2 separate regions of the Mus musculus genome follow, and region 2 is linked to region 1. The links are chromatin contacts, called in public Hi-C maps. All regions are on one chromosome and are shown on one strand. Each heading gives the region's core, a stretch centred on a gene start, on an enhancer-like site or on the middle of the called end of the contact. The rest is flanking DNA. Distances are from core to core; before and after follow the strand shown. Region 1 holds the start of Zfp422 (zinc finger protein 422). Region 2 has its middle 93 kb from the start of Gm9946.

Region 1 (7,160 bases), core at 1,655-4,154:
GATTTCAACTGAGGCTAAGAATATTAAATTCTTACCAAACTATTGTTTCAGTTCTTTCTGCTCCATGTCACATAAATTTATTTATTTTTAAAGGAAATGAGGGCAGCTAGACTCAGAGTTTCAGCGCACTGTCATGAAACTCCTGAAGTCTCCATGCTAGGGAGGAGCGGTATCTAAGTGCTCTACTGTAAAGCATCCACTCTTCGGAGCGGCTTTCTCCTCTACCTTTCACTTCTTCTTTTTAAAAAGGCCGGAAGTGGCTCCCTTTACCTGGCGGATCCCAGCCACCGCCTTCCTCCCTTTGCCCCTTTTCCAGGACACCGGGTGAGTTTTCACCCTGGCATTTTTGCCCCTCTTATGTGGCTTCTTTTCTTTGTGCACCTTCATGTGCTGCCTCAGATGGGAGCTCTGGCTGAAGCACTTGTCACACTCCTCACACTGGTAGGGCTTCTCTCCGGTGTGGGTTCTCTGGTGCTGAATGAGGTGGGAACTCTGGCTAAAGCACCGGCCACACTCATCACAGCAGTAGGGCTTCTCGCCGGTGTGGATCCTCTGGTGCTGGATGAGATTGGAGCTCTGCTTGAATCTCTCTCCACACTCGTCACACTTATAGGGCTTTTCCCCCGTGTGGATCCGCCGGTGCTGGATGAGGTTAGAACTCTGAAAGAAACTTTTCCCACAATCGGCACATTTATGGGATTTCTTCCCAGTATGGATCTTCTTGTGCTGAAAGAGCGTGGAGCTCTGACTGAAACTCTTGGAGCATTTAGCACACTTGTAAGGCTTCTCGTCCACGTTCCTTCTCCGTCGACTCAAGCCCGAGTCGAAGCGAATGGCCACCCCCCATTTCTGTCGCTGGCGGGCTGTCTTGCGCTTGCTCTCATAGGCTTTTCCTTGGCTGGCGCTTCGAGAAATACCCCCTTTGGGCTTTCCTAACCTCATGGTGAGTAGGCAAATGTGTCGGCAAGAGATCCTACTGTCTTCTGAACTTCTGAACTAAGGTCTCATATCCTAGAGTGACGCAACTCGGAATTCCCTTCTGTAGAAGAAAAAGAAAAATACAGATATTTATTAGTTCAGCACTAGCACCTCTTCAATCTATCAAAACTGCATCCATGTGTAGCCAAAGCACACCTAGTACAAGTGCAATGACGCACTTTTAAGAGACAGGTGCTCGTTAGGTGATTCTAATGCCAGAGGTTAAGCTTAATCAGCATCATCATCATTTTGCAACGTTTCTGATTTTGGACAGGCAAAAGAGAAGACGAAGAAAAACATAAACCTGTTAGGGAGGAGCCACAGAGAGTATTTTGAAGGACTAAAAAGCAAAAGCAAGATAAAGTCTCAGAGAAGATACAAAAATAACTGCAAAAGATGATCAATATCTCTGCTAAACAGCATCTCAGGTCAATACTGGCTGTGCTAAATTTCTCATTTAATAGCTGCTACGTAAGATATCCAATTCAAAAGAAATGACAGATTATACTACACCTCCATAGATTCCTATCTATTCTTATTTGCTTGGTTATTTCTATAGATGATAACTTAGCAAGCGGAGTTGAAAATAGAAGCTAATCGGTAAAGAGAATTTCAAGTTTCCCAAGAGTCTTATTCAGAAAATACTAGGTGAGAAAAATCTGGAAAAAAAAAAAAAAAACCAAAACACTTTATTCTTCCTTTCCTAGACTATAGCACGCCAAGAAGGAGAGCACAACCAAAAGCTCTAAAATAAGTTTATTGCATTACATTTAAGGTTGTCTGGAAGCTGTCAAAACAACCCCTTCCACACACACACACTCCAAATAGGCGAGAGTGTGGGAGGTGTTCAGGCCTGCAAAGCCAGTCACTGGACTTCCAGTGTCTTAGGTTAGTTGGAAAACCTACTTGCAACTCAGTTATTTTTCTGAGTTTCCTTGCACACAAGCATTTAAAGTAAGTAAATAAAAACACAAATGACATCTTTTCCTGCCTTTTTTTTCCTTCGTCTTGATTTTGCTGTATAATAATCCTCCAAACGTAAGAGTGCCCAGGGGCTTTTCCTGGGTGTTTAATAATTTTATCTGCTACAATTGCAGCAACAGAAAGAGCAAACTGCACATAACACAGATCTACAGCAATCACTGCCCATAACCGTCTCGGTTATGTACAGACCACGTAAACAGGAGACACTGTGTGGGGTACCTGGTACTCAATAAATAGCTATAATGGTAAGCATACACTTTTAAACACATCTCTTTAAATACCGGGGAACTCACAACTGGTTGCAAACTGATCGATTATGGAATCTACCTATGGATGAAGTAATCATACTTACAGGTAGCCTATGTGTGCTCCTATTTTTAAAATAAAGCTGATTTAAAACCTCCTTTCGTGGGTTCGTAAACACAGGCCCGAAGCTCCTTTAGCTCCTTTACCCATCCCAACCCCGGAGCCGCCTCCGGGCCTGATTTCTCACTGTCCGACCTGGGGAGTCCATCGCCCCCTCGTCTAACGCCCGCCAAGTCCGGTTGTCTGATCGAGGTCCCCAGTAGGGGAGAGGCTGGGTAAAGCTGGGTGATGGAGCTCCAGTACTGGGGACCCGTCTAGCCGGCGTGCACCTGCTCCCTCACCCATTTACGGCAGCAACAAAGAGTCCGCCGCTTCCCTCCAAGTCGCTCACAATGGCCCGGTGCAGCCTACCCACCCGTACAATGGAGTCTTTCTCCTCCGCGGCGAGCGGAGGCGCCCAGGCCGAAGCCGACCCCAGCCCGAGGCCACCCGCCGGGCTCCGTGCAGCGCCGCAGCCCGACCCGACCCAACACCGGCCCAGGCAGACCCGCAGGCCCCGCGTACTCACCGCGCAGGCCGCCACGGTGCCCGCCTCGCGCCTCGCCCGCCGGAAGTGCGGGCTGCTAGCCGCGGAGCTGCCGGCCGCTCTAGGAAGAGGCGGAGAGACCCTCTATGGTCCCCGGCCCACCCCACCATATCCTGCGGATTCTTCCGGTGGTCCTTTTGTGTTCCTCTCTTACCACTCAGAAGGCAGAGCCAAGGACCTTAAGGCCTGTTACCCGCTCTCTTTCTATTCTGGTCGACCTACACAGAAACTGGCCTTTGTTAGATTCTGCTCACCACCCCCAAACCAGCCCGTTCCAACTTGTAAATTGCATTCTTAGTACTGAGTATCTAGTCTAGAGAAATAACTTCAGCCTAAGGTGTTACTTATGTTTTTCACGGGTCGCCTTATATCACCAAAAGGCCCGTGAAATTTCTGGAGGACACTGTCCGCACAGGCTGACTGATTGATTAAAACGGCGGTGGTGAAGAGAGGTTGGGATGTTGCAGGTCCAGAGCATAATTAGTATTCATCTTGGGATGCATCCATTCCTTGTCCACTTCTATGGAAGGATGTGCAACATCCTGACAGATAAAACACAAAATCCCATTCTCCAATCAAAAGGCCAAGAATACTATGTTAGATGACATCTATAGCTGAGATGTCTAAACAGAGCTCTAACCCACCTCTCTGATGTTTCTACAAATGAATTTAAAAGTATCTTGATTTATGGCTTTCTTTGTTCTGTTACTGTCAAACCTTCATGAATTTGGTTGCAGGTTGAAAGGCGGAGTTTGGGTAATCTAAATCTGTGTTCCCTGGGCCATCATCACTTGTGTTTGGCCTCTGAATAAAACTCATGACTTTGAGGAGAGAGCCGTGACTTTGCATCAGCCACTCCTATCAGAGGAAAATGAATGCGTTCAGTGTACTGGGCAGGAACCCCAGCTTGGAGAGGAATTCTGCTCCCGCTCACACTGTGAGTGAACAACTCGGTTTGGAAAGGCACACATGCTTCCTTCCCAGGGGAGTTCTAATGGCTTCAGATTCATCGCATTAAGGCAGACTCCCCTCACTGGCGACCTTGGCTGATCCTGGTGTCCATAAATGCAACTTCCTGCAGAGAAGCAGCACTCTTCTGCGCGGCTGGCCAGATAAGTGAGCTTCTGTGGTTATGGAGGGTTTGGGAGTGTCGTAGGTCCGGAGCCCAGTCATAACAGAGTTTGAGGTATCTCTAGCCATGGAAATAACCACTACTTTGCCCACTTTTGACCTGACATCCTGTGACTGACAGGTAAAAAATATTTTGGGATGTGCTAATTTAACAAAACTGATTTTCTACAACCAGAAGTCCAAGAGTCATCTGATAGCGGAAGCCTGCAGCTGAGGTTCCTCCATGCTGCTATAACCTCCCACTCCATGCTTCCACTAGTGTGTTCCAAAGTGTCTTGTTTTGCAACTTTCTTTATTCTATTACTATGAAACTTCATGAAACTGCTTCCATGTTGGGGCCTGGGATTTGAGGTAACCTAAATCTGTTTCTGGGCCACGGTCATTTATATTTGGTCCCAGCATAAACTCTCTTGACCCATTGACATGTGCAACTCTCCAGAGCTCCAGGCTCCTGGATCCGATTGCTTGGGATCCCGTTTGAATGCGCAGTGAGCATGGCACATCAAACGTTCTGTCCCTCGATAGTCTCCGCCCAGCAATTGACAACCGTGCCTTCACTCCAGCTGCTCAAGCCAAAATCCTCAATGTCACTCTTGTCATGGTCTCCCCTACTCTAAACTTACAAACAACCCTTCTGGTGCCATCTGGGGGTCTTGGCTGGGTGTTTTCTCACCAGCTAAAGAAATAAAAGAGAAAAAAATCCAAGACACAAAAAGGTAAAAAAAACAGAACAACAACAACCACAACACACACACATACACACACACACACACACACACACACACACACACGAGCATTGGAAAAGGAAGTGGTGGACCCACCCATCCCCCAGTTAAAGTCAGTGAGAAAGCAGGCCCCGGAGACAGCTACTGAAAAGCACACAGAAAGAAAGACTCTCCACAAGGTGGAAAGGGGATTCAGAAACCAAAATCCATTTTCCTCACGTGGGGCTATCAGCGCCCTGTTCTCTATCATTTTCCTCATGGGGGGGGGGGCTTTTGGGTTCCCCAGGTTGAGTTCTCACTCTCCTCATTTCATACTGGCTAATGTCCTGTTTGGTGTTATACTACCTTGACCCAGCTAGAGTCATTTGGGAAGAGGAACTCTCAGTTGAGAAACAACCCCTTTCATCCCCTTATGTTCTTCCTGTAGGCATATCTGTAGGGCATTTTTTTTTTTCAATTAACAGTTGTTGTCAGTGGGCCCAGCTCAGTGTAGGTGGTGTCAGCCTAGGCAGGTGATTCTGGGGTATTTAAGAGCACAAGCTGAGTGAGCCCTGGGGAGGAAGGCAGTGAGCAGCTCTTCTTGACTTCTCCATCAGATCCTGATTCTAGGTTTCTGCCCGGCTTGAGTTCCTACCATGGCTTTCTTCAGGAATGGACTCTTACCTGGAAGTGTAAGATGAAATAAACCCTTTCCTCCCCAAGTTGCTTTGGTGATGGTGTTTCATTCCAGCAATAGAAACTCTAACGGAGACAGTTTAGACAGAACAGGGAGCGGACAGACCCGCAGCTCTAGGTAAACATGCTCAGGATTGGCCTTGAACATATCTAAGCAGCCTGGACGGGTCAGCCAGAGGGAGGTTCCTGCTGCCTGAAGAAAGTTCCACCTGGCCTCTGTCTCAGGTCAGAAAGGTGAGAAAGAGGCTGGGAGTCTGCCAACTTTTTTATTTATCTGTGACCCCTTTCCCTAACTGCCTGCCTGGCAGGGATCTCTCCAGCTCCCCATCCCTCACTTTCACAGATTGTTCTGGGCCTGTCTTCACAGTGTGTGTTCAGAACAAAGCCCCTTTCCTGCAATCTCCACAGAGCCTCAAGTGTCAGTGTCATCGTCCCCCTCCCCGCCCCTGCGACTGCATTTGCTTCCTGACAAATGTCCTTTCGGAGCTCAGTGTCACCCTCTGAAAACCAAATTAGATCATGCCTTTCATGGGTCCAAAGCCTCCCAAAGTCTTCCCATCTCAAAACAAAAGCCAATGACCTGACTGTGGCACATGAGGTCTGACACGGTTTGTCAGGTTCTTGGTTGTATTTGCAGGGCTAAGAACCATGCTCAGCAGGCAGGAGGTTCTCAGTACACATTTGTTGCATCAACAAACTGGTAAGATGCTTCTCTGCTTACTTCAATATTTCCCTTATTCTCTTCTAGCCACAGTCCTACAAAGCAGGGCTCACTGTATCTGCCTTGGCCAATAGGTAAATGAAGGCCAGACAGTTGCTTCAGGAGTTCCTGTCTCTGGCTGAAGAGTTCTGGCCAGCAGAGGGAGCTGTTTCTGCAGATGCCAGAGCCCTGAGCTTAATGATGTTTGATCTGCATAATGGTCAACAACTCAATAAGCCAGACACTATATGAACTTTATCAAAGCTGGAATGAATTAATGCACAGCGTTGTTCTCATTAGCTTTTTAAAAAAAGATGTATTTATTTTTATTTATATGAGTACTCTGTAGCTGTCTTCAGACGTACCAGAACATGGTATCAGAGCCCATTACAGATGGTTGTGAACCACCATGTGAATGCTGGGAATTGAACTCAGGACCTCTGGAAGAGCAGTCACTGTTCTTAACCCCTGACCCACCTCTCCAGCCCATCTCATTAGCTTTAATTGTCAAGTTGACACAGCTTAAAATCATCTGAGATGGGCATGTCTGTGGGGAATTTTCTTATTAGGTGATATAGAAGGACCCAGACTGCTGTAAGTAGCACCATTCCTTGGGTAATAGTCTTGAACTACATAAGAAAGCTAGCTAAGAAGAGGCCTGTGAGAAAGCCAGCAAACAGCACTCCTCCATGATTTCTGCTTCAAGTTCCTGCCCTGTCTTCCCCTCAGTGATGGACCTGATGGCTGAAATAAATCATTGTTCCCCTAAATTACTTGTGGTTTGTGTTTTATTCCAATGATAGAGACTAAACAGTAACACACGAGAAACATGATTTATTGCTAATTTTATTACTAAACTGTTGTCATACGTGGTTGGTGCCAGCGGTGAGCAATGGTGGTGGGCACTGGTGGACTAGGAAAAAATGCAAGAGCCAAAATGCACTGAGACTACTAGTCATGAGTCGTAAGTCTTTGTTGCCTCACTTAAAGGTAGAGAGAGCATCCTTCTTGCCTGTATAGAAAAAACAGCTACATCAGCTACAAAAGGCCCAAAGGGATTGAGATTAGGCAGGCA
Region 2 (7,160 bases), core at 3,016-5,515, 1.0 Mb after region 1:
AACATGGGTTGATGTGGTCTTGGGGTTTTTTTCTCTCCTGTTCACTTGATTTCAGATTTGTTGCTGTAAGGTTCTTCATCATGTTTATTGTCTTGGCCATCTTCTGAATCTCAGTTTAGTTTGTTACGGTCTCCTAGTTTCTCCTGGGTTATAGCTGTGCTGTTTAAAGCCCTTTCTGTCTTACTGCATGCTGAACCTAAGGAATGATTTGTGGTTTTCTTCCCTAAACTCAAAAGCAAGACCAAATCAGGAGGGATTTTTTTTGCAGAAGCCCAACAGTAAGCATGTTCTACTCTGTGGTCCCCAGGGCTTTCAAAATGTCAGCATAGGCTGTGACTGTACCAGGAAAGCTGGGAAACTGGGTGACCGTCTGGCCTTGTCTCATTGGCACCAATGCAAAGTTAAATTTAAGTTAACTGCTATTGCAAGCTTAGTTCCACTAGCCGCTGAGCACTTTGCAAGTGAGCAACACCCACAACAGCAAACACAGGACACTTCCATCCAAGGGTCAATTGAGGAATGCTGCTGTGGGCCTTGGGCATCTTCTAGGCTCTTTCTGAAGTTCCTCTTTCCAAATCCCAGCTTTATCTGGTGCTTTCTAACGAGACCCTAAGATCTTTCTACAGCCTACTGTGAAGTCCATAAAAATCCAAAGTGTAGGTCCTGCACTTGAGGAAGGATGCTGAGTGCCAGTCCTCACCTATTCCAGGTCAAGCAGTGGATACAGCCTGCTTGCTTCTCCTGATGTGACCAGACTCACGATGTATCCTCTGAGGACATGCTCTGCTTCCGTGTGTCACTGACAATACATTTAAAATATTCTTAATGTGTTTTATACAGAATTTTGCATTTATTCATTTTTGAGTAGGTTTTAAGACAGAATCTATGTAGCTGTGCAGAATTCACTATGTATACCTGGCCTTGAACTTGGGAGTCATCCTCCAAGTGCTGGGGTTATAATGTGCACCACGGTGCATGGAAGATTCCACATATTTAGGTATTGTATCTTGGTGTAATTTATTCAGATAGTTAGTCCACCCTACTGCCAAAGATGGAGATGCCATCATTGGAATTTCCCACAAACCACCACCATCTGTCTTCCTTCCCCTCCTCCTCCCTCCTGCTTCCTATTTCTTCCTCCTTCTCTCCTTTTCCTTTCCTTATTTTATTCCCTCCCTTTTGCTTAGAAGAATGAGGAAAAATCAGCCTCACATAATTAGCTGAAAGCTCTCATTCTTAGGAGAACACAAGAAAAAAATATGACCAGTGGGTCTGGTCTATCTGCAACAATCTGATGACACGTATGAAACAGGCCCTTGATTTGTACTTGAAATACTCTTTAATAACGAGAGAATCTACTTTTGATGTGCTGATCCTTACAGGAGTCCCCTGGTCTCTCCTAGGTAAGAACTGTTGGCTGGTGTCTAGCTGGGGACAACGTAAAAGCGTGTTTTATTGCTGATGATTATGTCCTGCAGAAGAAAACTAAGGAAAAACTAAAAGACCTTAATTTGGGGTTTAAAAAAGGTACAGCTTTTCTCAGTAGGACCAAGGTTGGGCTGTGGCTGAGCTCCCAGGTTCTGGTTAAAGACCAGAGCTGGAAAGGGATGGTCAGTAGTCAGACATCTAGCAGTTCAGAGGCCCCAGGCATCCAAGCTGGGGAAAGTCTTGGGAGCTCTAGGAGGGGCAGGGGTCTGCTCTCTGTCTCTTGCGCTCTCCCTCTTGCTCTTGCTCTTGCTCGAGCTCTCACTGACTTGGGAGCATTTATTATGTGAAGACATGTGGGAAAGTCGGGCTTTTACTAAAGTCCTTGGGTTTTATGGTTTATTGTGGTGTGTATTAGTCAGAACTCTTTCTAACTCCTTTCAAGTGAGGAATTACTCAAGCAGGCTTAGCCTGGGATGAGAGGTGAGCCAGATGAGTGAGTTCTCCTTTACAGCTGCTATCATTTACTGAGTATCCGCTCGCTCTATCAGCTTCTGAACTATGTATGCTGAGCCAGATGTACTGATTCTGGCTGTTTGTTGATTTTGTTGTTGTTTGGGGTTTTTCTTTAGGCAAACAAAGAAAAAAAGAAAGAAAGAAAAGGACAAAAGAAAACAAAAGACCAAGCATGGGTCATATTTATCTCATTTTATCAAATCAACATAATTCTCTTGTGGCAAGAATATTACTGGTGAGATTGTAAAGCTGTATTATTGTGAATTTTTAGATTATTCAATCTTACTATTTTGCAGGTGTAGTTTACAAGAAAACACACCCAACCACCTTAGAGAAAGGCTCATCTGTGGCCTGGGTCCACCTCCCCTATTCCCCCGTACCCCCATACTGTTCACAACAGTAAAACAGACACACAGAACCTAAAACCCTCAAGCCTCATGGTGAGGCCCCAGAGCCACCAGATTTTTATTGGAATTACAATGAACACATCAAAGCCAAAGAGGACCAAGGAGACACATTTGATGGTACCAAATCAGTCTCTTAATTACAAGGCCATGGTGACATAAATACACTTAACAATGGTGTCAGTGACCAGTGCACCTTCATGTAGCTCAGTATGGGATCAACCCTGGTCATACAGTGATAGAGCTGAGGGCGGGAAGTCTAGACTCCTGGGTTTGAGTCCCGACTCCCAACCATGTCACTCTGGACAAAATCTTACTCTGTACCTGATTGTTCATCCAAGAAGCACGGGTGGTAGGATGAGTCACCTGGCAGGACAGCAGTAAGTGACAGTAAGTGACATAAACCCTGGGGAAGGGTCCAGTACAAAATGCCAATCCCGTCCGATCCACTTGGGAAGGCAGCATGCTGGAGCTGCCCACCATGAGCTGTGAACATCTCTCACACATCTTTAACGGAAGGGTTAAAACAAACGTATGAATTTCTCAGCAGAGTGCATCTGTTCTTCCACTGGCTGGAGCCAGCCTTTCCCCTGGTTGAAGGGAACAACAACATGACAGGAGTCTCCATACCTCCTGTGTCTCAGCCCTAACTGCACTATGAAGCCAATGCCAGAGAGCCAAGGAGGACAAAGGAGCCAGAGGTTGAAATGATGTTTCTCCCTCCTTGGCTCTCAAACTGTCCTTGTTTTGATTTATCCACAGGAAAACTGGCTGTGCCTTTGTCTTCTTTCCTCCTTGCAAAGTCAGTGAGCTCCCTGAGCAACTACACACTGCCCACAGCTATTCAAGTGCAACTGGGGAATTCCTTCTACGTTATCTAGAACCTTCATCTGCAAATAGCACTGAAAAGAATCTGATGGGTAAAGGAAACACGGGAGTGGCAGGAGGTGGCGAGTGAGTACTCTTAAAAACACCACTGCTTGCTGGCTCCCATTAGGAAACCTCTGGGAAGGGAGAGCCCAGCCTCCTCTGGGCAGGCTGGAAAGGGCTCTCTGTGATTATAGCAAGCTCCACCTAAGGGGAAATAGAGAGGTCTTGAGAGTCATCCAAACCAGCATGTGGGAAAGACTGCTAAACACCAGCCCAGCCCTTCCTTCTACCTGTTCAGGAACAGCTCTGCTTCCTCCAGTGCAGGCTTAGCCCCCTAGCCTAGAGTTTCATTTTGTTCTGTTCATTTGGCGGGTGGAGGGAGTGAAACAGAGCTTTGTGTAGCCTAGCCTACCCTCCCCAATGCTAGAATTATAGGCCTGCAAGCTAAGAATTTCTCTCTCTTTCTTTAAGATTTATTTTATTTTTGATTCTCTCTCTCTCTCTCTCTCTCTCTCTGTGTGTGTGTGTGTGTGTCTGTGTGTCTGTGTGTGTGTGTCTGTGTGTGTGTGTGTGTGTGTCTGTGTGTGATGTATGTGTGTGTATGTACGTGTAAAAGCACATAGGCCAGAAGCGGGTTCAATCCCTGGAGCTGGAGTCACGCTGTGACCTGCTGAGAACTGAACCGAGGTCCTCAGTAAACGCAGTGTGCGCTCTTAAGCACTGGTCCATCTCCACAGCCCCGTAACACTGTTTAGAAGCTGGGATAAACCACTACGACTCTGGACCCGAAGGAGGCTCCTTTGGGTTGGGGAAATAGAGTAGAGCGGGGCTAAAAAGGGTTCAACACAGAGAACCAACCTCAGAGCAGTCAAGGACAAAGAGGGACATTAAAGGACAGTTTCCACTTTCTGTTTGAAATAACTGTTAGTAGCTGACTGTGTTCGTTTGACCGCAGCTCACTCAGGGCTTGAACCACATGGGGCTTGGCCCTCGGAGTTATGAAATCACAGTGGGCCATGAGGTCCATTTCCAAACAAACTTCTTCCCATAAGCCTCCTGGATCCCGTCCCAGGCGAAGTCCAGGACACTGCTTTCGCTCTCCCCAGGCACTGCCTTGTCCTAACTTGGCAGGATGGAATAGAGTTGCCCAATAATTGAAGTCGGCATTTGGGGGCAGGAAAAGCAGCCACAGAACAATGTTCTACGGGATTGTTTTTGATAAGGGGCGAGCCAGCTGTGACAAACCCAAGCAAATTAAAATGTCTTTTTCAAAAAGGAACACAAGCAACTTCAACCTTCACAACTTGCAGTTGAGCAATACTGACCAAGTGGTGGGGTGCACCTAGCGTGCTAGAGATGCTGGGTCCCAGTACCTCAATAAATACGTGAGAAAATTAACGAAGGAACAAATAAATAAAAAGTATATAAAATTACTTCCCTGTGGGTCTCTAGATCCACAAGGGAATGTTGACTCTATTCTAAGCATGACTAAGGCAATTCAATCCAATCCTAAAAGTACGCATTTGCATTCCAAAGACCAACTACCTTGATATTTAGAAATATTTGTGTGTGTGTGTGTGTGTGTGTGTGTGTGTGTGTGTGTGTGTGATTCATTTGACTTCATTTTCATTGAAAGCAAGTGAGTACAGTCAACTTTTTTTGAATGAAGTGAATTTTCAATCCCCCATGTTAACCTTAATTCTTCCACAGTCTGAGAAAACCATATTTAGAGCATAATGCTACACCCAACCTTTTAAATAAACCACAAAAACAACAATCTGTGCTGCAGCAGACCTACTTGAAGGCTTTACCAGATACGCCTTCCTAATCTCCTAAATTCTTTCCAATCTTTGCTAAAACATTTTATAATGAAAGACAGGTAGCAAATAAAATTACAGAAAGAAAATACACAGGGTCATGTGGTATGTAATATTATCCAGGGCCTGACTTTCCCCTGTCACTCCCTCAGAAAATGCCACAGCTCGTACGTATGGCGACGGCACGCCAGGAACAGCTTCGCATGCGCACTGGTGACGCTGTTAGAATAGTCTGCGACTGTGTGTTCAGTGTCCCGCTTTAGGACCCTTAATTTCCCCAAATAGCGTTGTGAAGTCATATTAGGGTAGTCAGAAGGAAACAAAGCTATTAAAAATATCCTCCAGAAGAGTGAAAAGATGCCAAAAATCACACGCGGACTTAATAACCCCAGTCTTTACAATGGAAAGTCACACTTCTGCCAGAAGTTCTCCTCATTCTGCTAGCCTGGCATGTCGCGTTTAACTTTATGTGCAAGCTTTTGCCTATGTTTATGACTCAGTTGCTTTTTTTTACAACCTCCTCTAAGCTTTGTTATCTTGCTTTTAGCAAACTCTGAACCATTTAAATTTGACAGCAAAAAAAAGTAAAAGCTAACAGGAATACAATGGTCTTTAGACCCACTTAGGATCATTGAAACAACTAGGAAATAAATACCAGTAAGTCATTCCTCTGCAGGAGAGCGCTGAAGCACAGAGAGGTTGAGTAACCAGCCCGGCTCACACACTGCTAAGAAGTGAAGCAGTAGTTTGAACATGAGCAGGCTGGCTCCAGACCTGCTCTCTCTTTGCTATTCAAAAATCTACCTCTTCCAGCATTTCTAAGGCACTCGGAGCTTCAAACCAGGGATTTTAGTCCAAACTGATGGATTTTTACCAGTCATAGGAGTTATTTAATTCTTAAGCAAATCTTTAACCCTTAATAGAGTCATGTTTTATCATCTGTACACAAGATACACCATTCTCTCTCTCTCTCTCTCTCTCTCTCTCTCTCTCTCTCTCTCTCTCTCTCTCTCTCTCCCTCTCTCTCTCTCTCTCTCTCTCTCTCTCTCTCTCTCTCTCTCTCTCACACACACACACACACACACACACACACACACACACACACACACACACCATTTTGATGATGTTTCAGGCATTCTGTTTGCTTTTGGAAAGTAAAGGGCTGAGCTGGGGGCTGCATCTGAACACCCACATCTTCTATGTCTGTCTCACACAGCACAAGTTGGCTGACCACCTTAGCTCTTCTTCACCTACCCTGCCTGCTCCAGCAGCCAGCCTCTCCTGCCCTTACCTCAGGACCCCACAGTTATTAACACATCAAAGACTCCCAGGTCTCCTTCCCATGGTAGAGCTTGGTTTCTACTCTTTCTCTCTCACAGGAGGACACCCAGACTTCAGAGGCCAGCACGGAAGCCCCTGTATAACCTGATGCAGCTCCAGTGCCACCACCTCCCATGTGATTATCTAGGTATCTATGGAGAATTCTCAGGGTCCTCCTGTGTTTGAGCCTGGTCTCTTTCTGTCTCTCCATCTTTAATTATGAAGCCATGTGCATCCATTAAAGTTCAACTCTTCTACCATTTCCTTTACAAAACCTCTGCCAGCTCTGTTCCTCCAGTAAAGGATGGCTATGACATCTTTCTTTGGAACCTTTGGAACCTGCCTCATGGAGAAAGTGCAATGATCCCTTTTAGGGACTGCAAATTGCAAACAACCTGGCTCTATGCCTATGGGCATCAGAATCTCAAGAACGTGAGGATTATTGTGTCTGCTGAGTCCAAGCCTTCACCCTGGGTAAGGATGCCCTGAAGACTGCTGTAGGCTGAAGCATGGGCGGCTCCCAGGTCAAGTTAGAGAACCAGTCAGTGTTGTCCCTGGCCAGCTGCAGATGGCCTCAGCTGATACAGGTCTCTATAGAAAGGCCCTGCAGCTCTCACTGCCACTGCTATGTGCCTCCCCATCTCTCCTATCTCTGAGCACACCATGGAGACCCACAGAAAGCAGAAATCACATTGGCACCACCAACCGTTAGGAAATGTGGGCCTTGGAGAAGGGGTTCTTCTTGAAGTATAAGGAGCTTTGCCTACCTCCTACTCACCTCCCTGCCAGAGGAGCAGGTGAAATAAGT

The links. Hi-C and Micro-C count contacts between places; a contact is called where the count stands out from the background.
Region 2: a Hi-C map of liver shows a contact between it and region 1, with 3 times the contacts expected there. The contact joins the enhancer-like site here to the promoter of Zfp422 in region 1. A contact is called at or near these places in 8 of 39 promoter capture datasets (the 3T3-L1 cell line, 3T3-L1-derived adipocytes, embryonic stem cells and 3 more), 3 of 484 Hi-C or Micro-C datasets (cerebral cortex, liver and uterus) and 3 of 115 datasets of contacts at active chromatin or transcription factors (embryonic forebrain, forebrain and hepatocytes).

What each region holds. Positions count from the first base shown.
Region 1 is chr6:116,626,095-116,633,254 of GRCm38.p6, forward strand. It overlaps Zfp422 (zinc finger protein 422), which reads right to left and starts at 2,905. Exons shown (of 2, transcript NM_026057.3): 1 at 2,837-2,905; 2 at 1-1,039. The coding sequence starts at 942. The coding sequence ends at 229. It overlaps Rassf4 (Ras association (RalGDS/AF-6) domain family member 4), which reads right to left. Exons shown (of 11, transcript NM_178045.4): 11 at 6,914-7,160.
Region 2 is chr6:117,648,851-117,656,010 of GRCm38.p6, forward strand. No RefSeq gene overlaps it. Among named protein-coding and RNA genes, the nearest start is that of Gm9946, 93 kb to the left of the region's middle. Within about 2 kb of position 4,266, at least 56 of the 459 cell types and tissues checked have an H3K27ac peak or open chromatin away from gene starts, as enhancers often do. A contact at or near this core is called in 3T3-L1-derived adipocytes, hepatocytes, liver and 1 more, where this site is marked.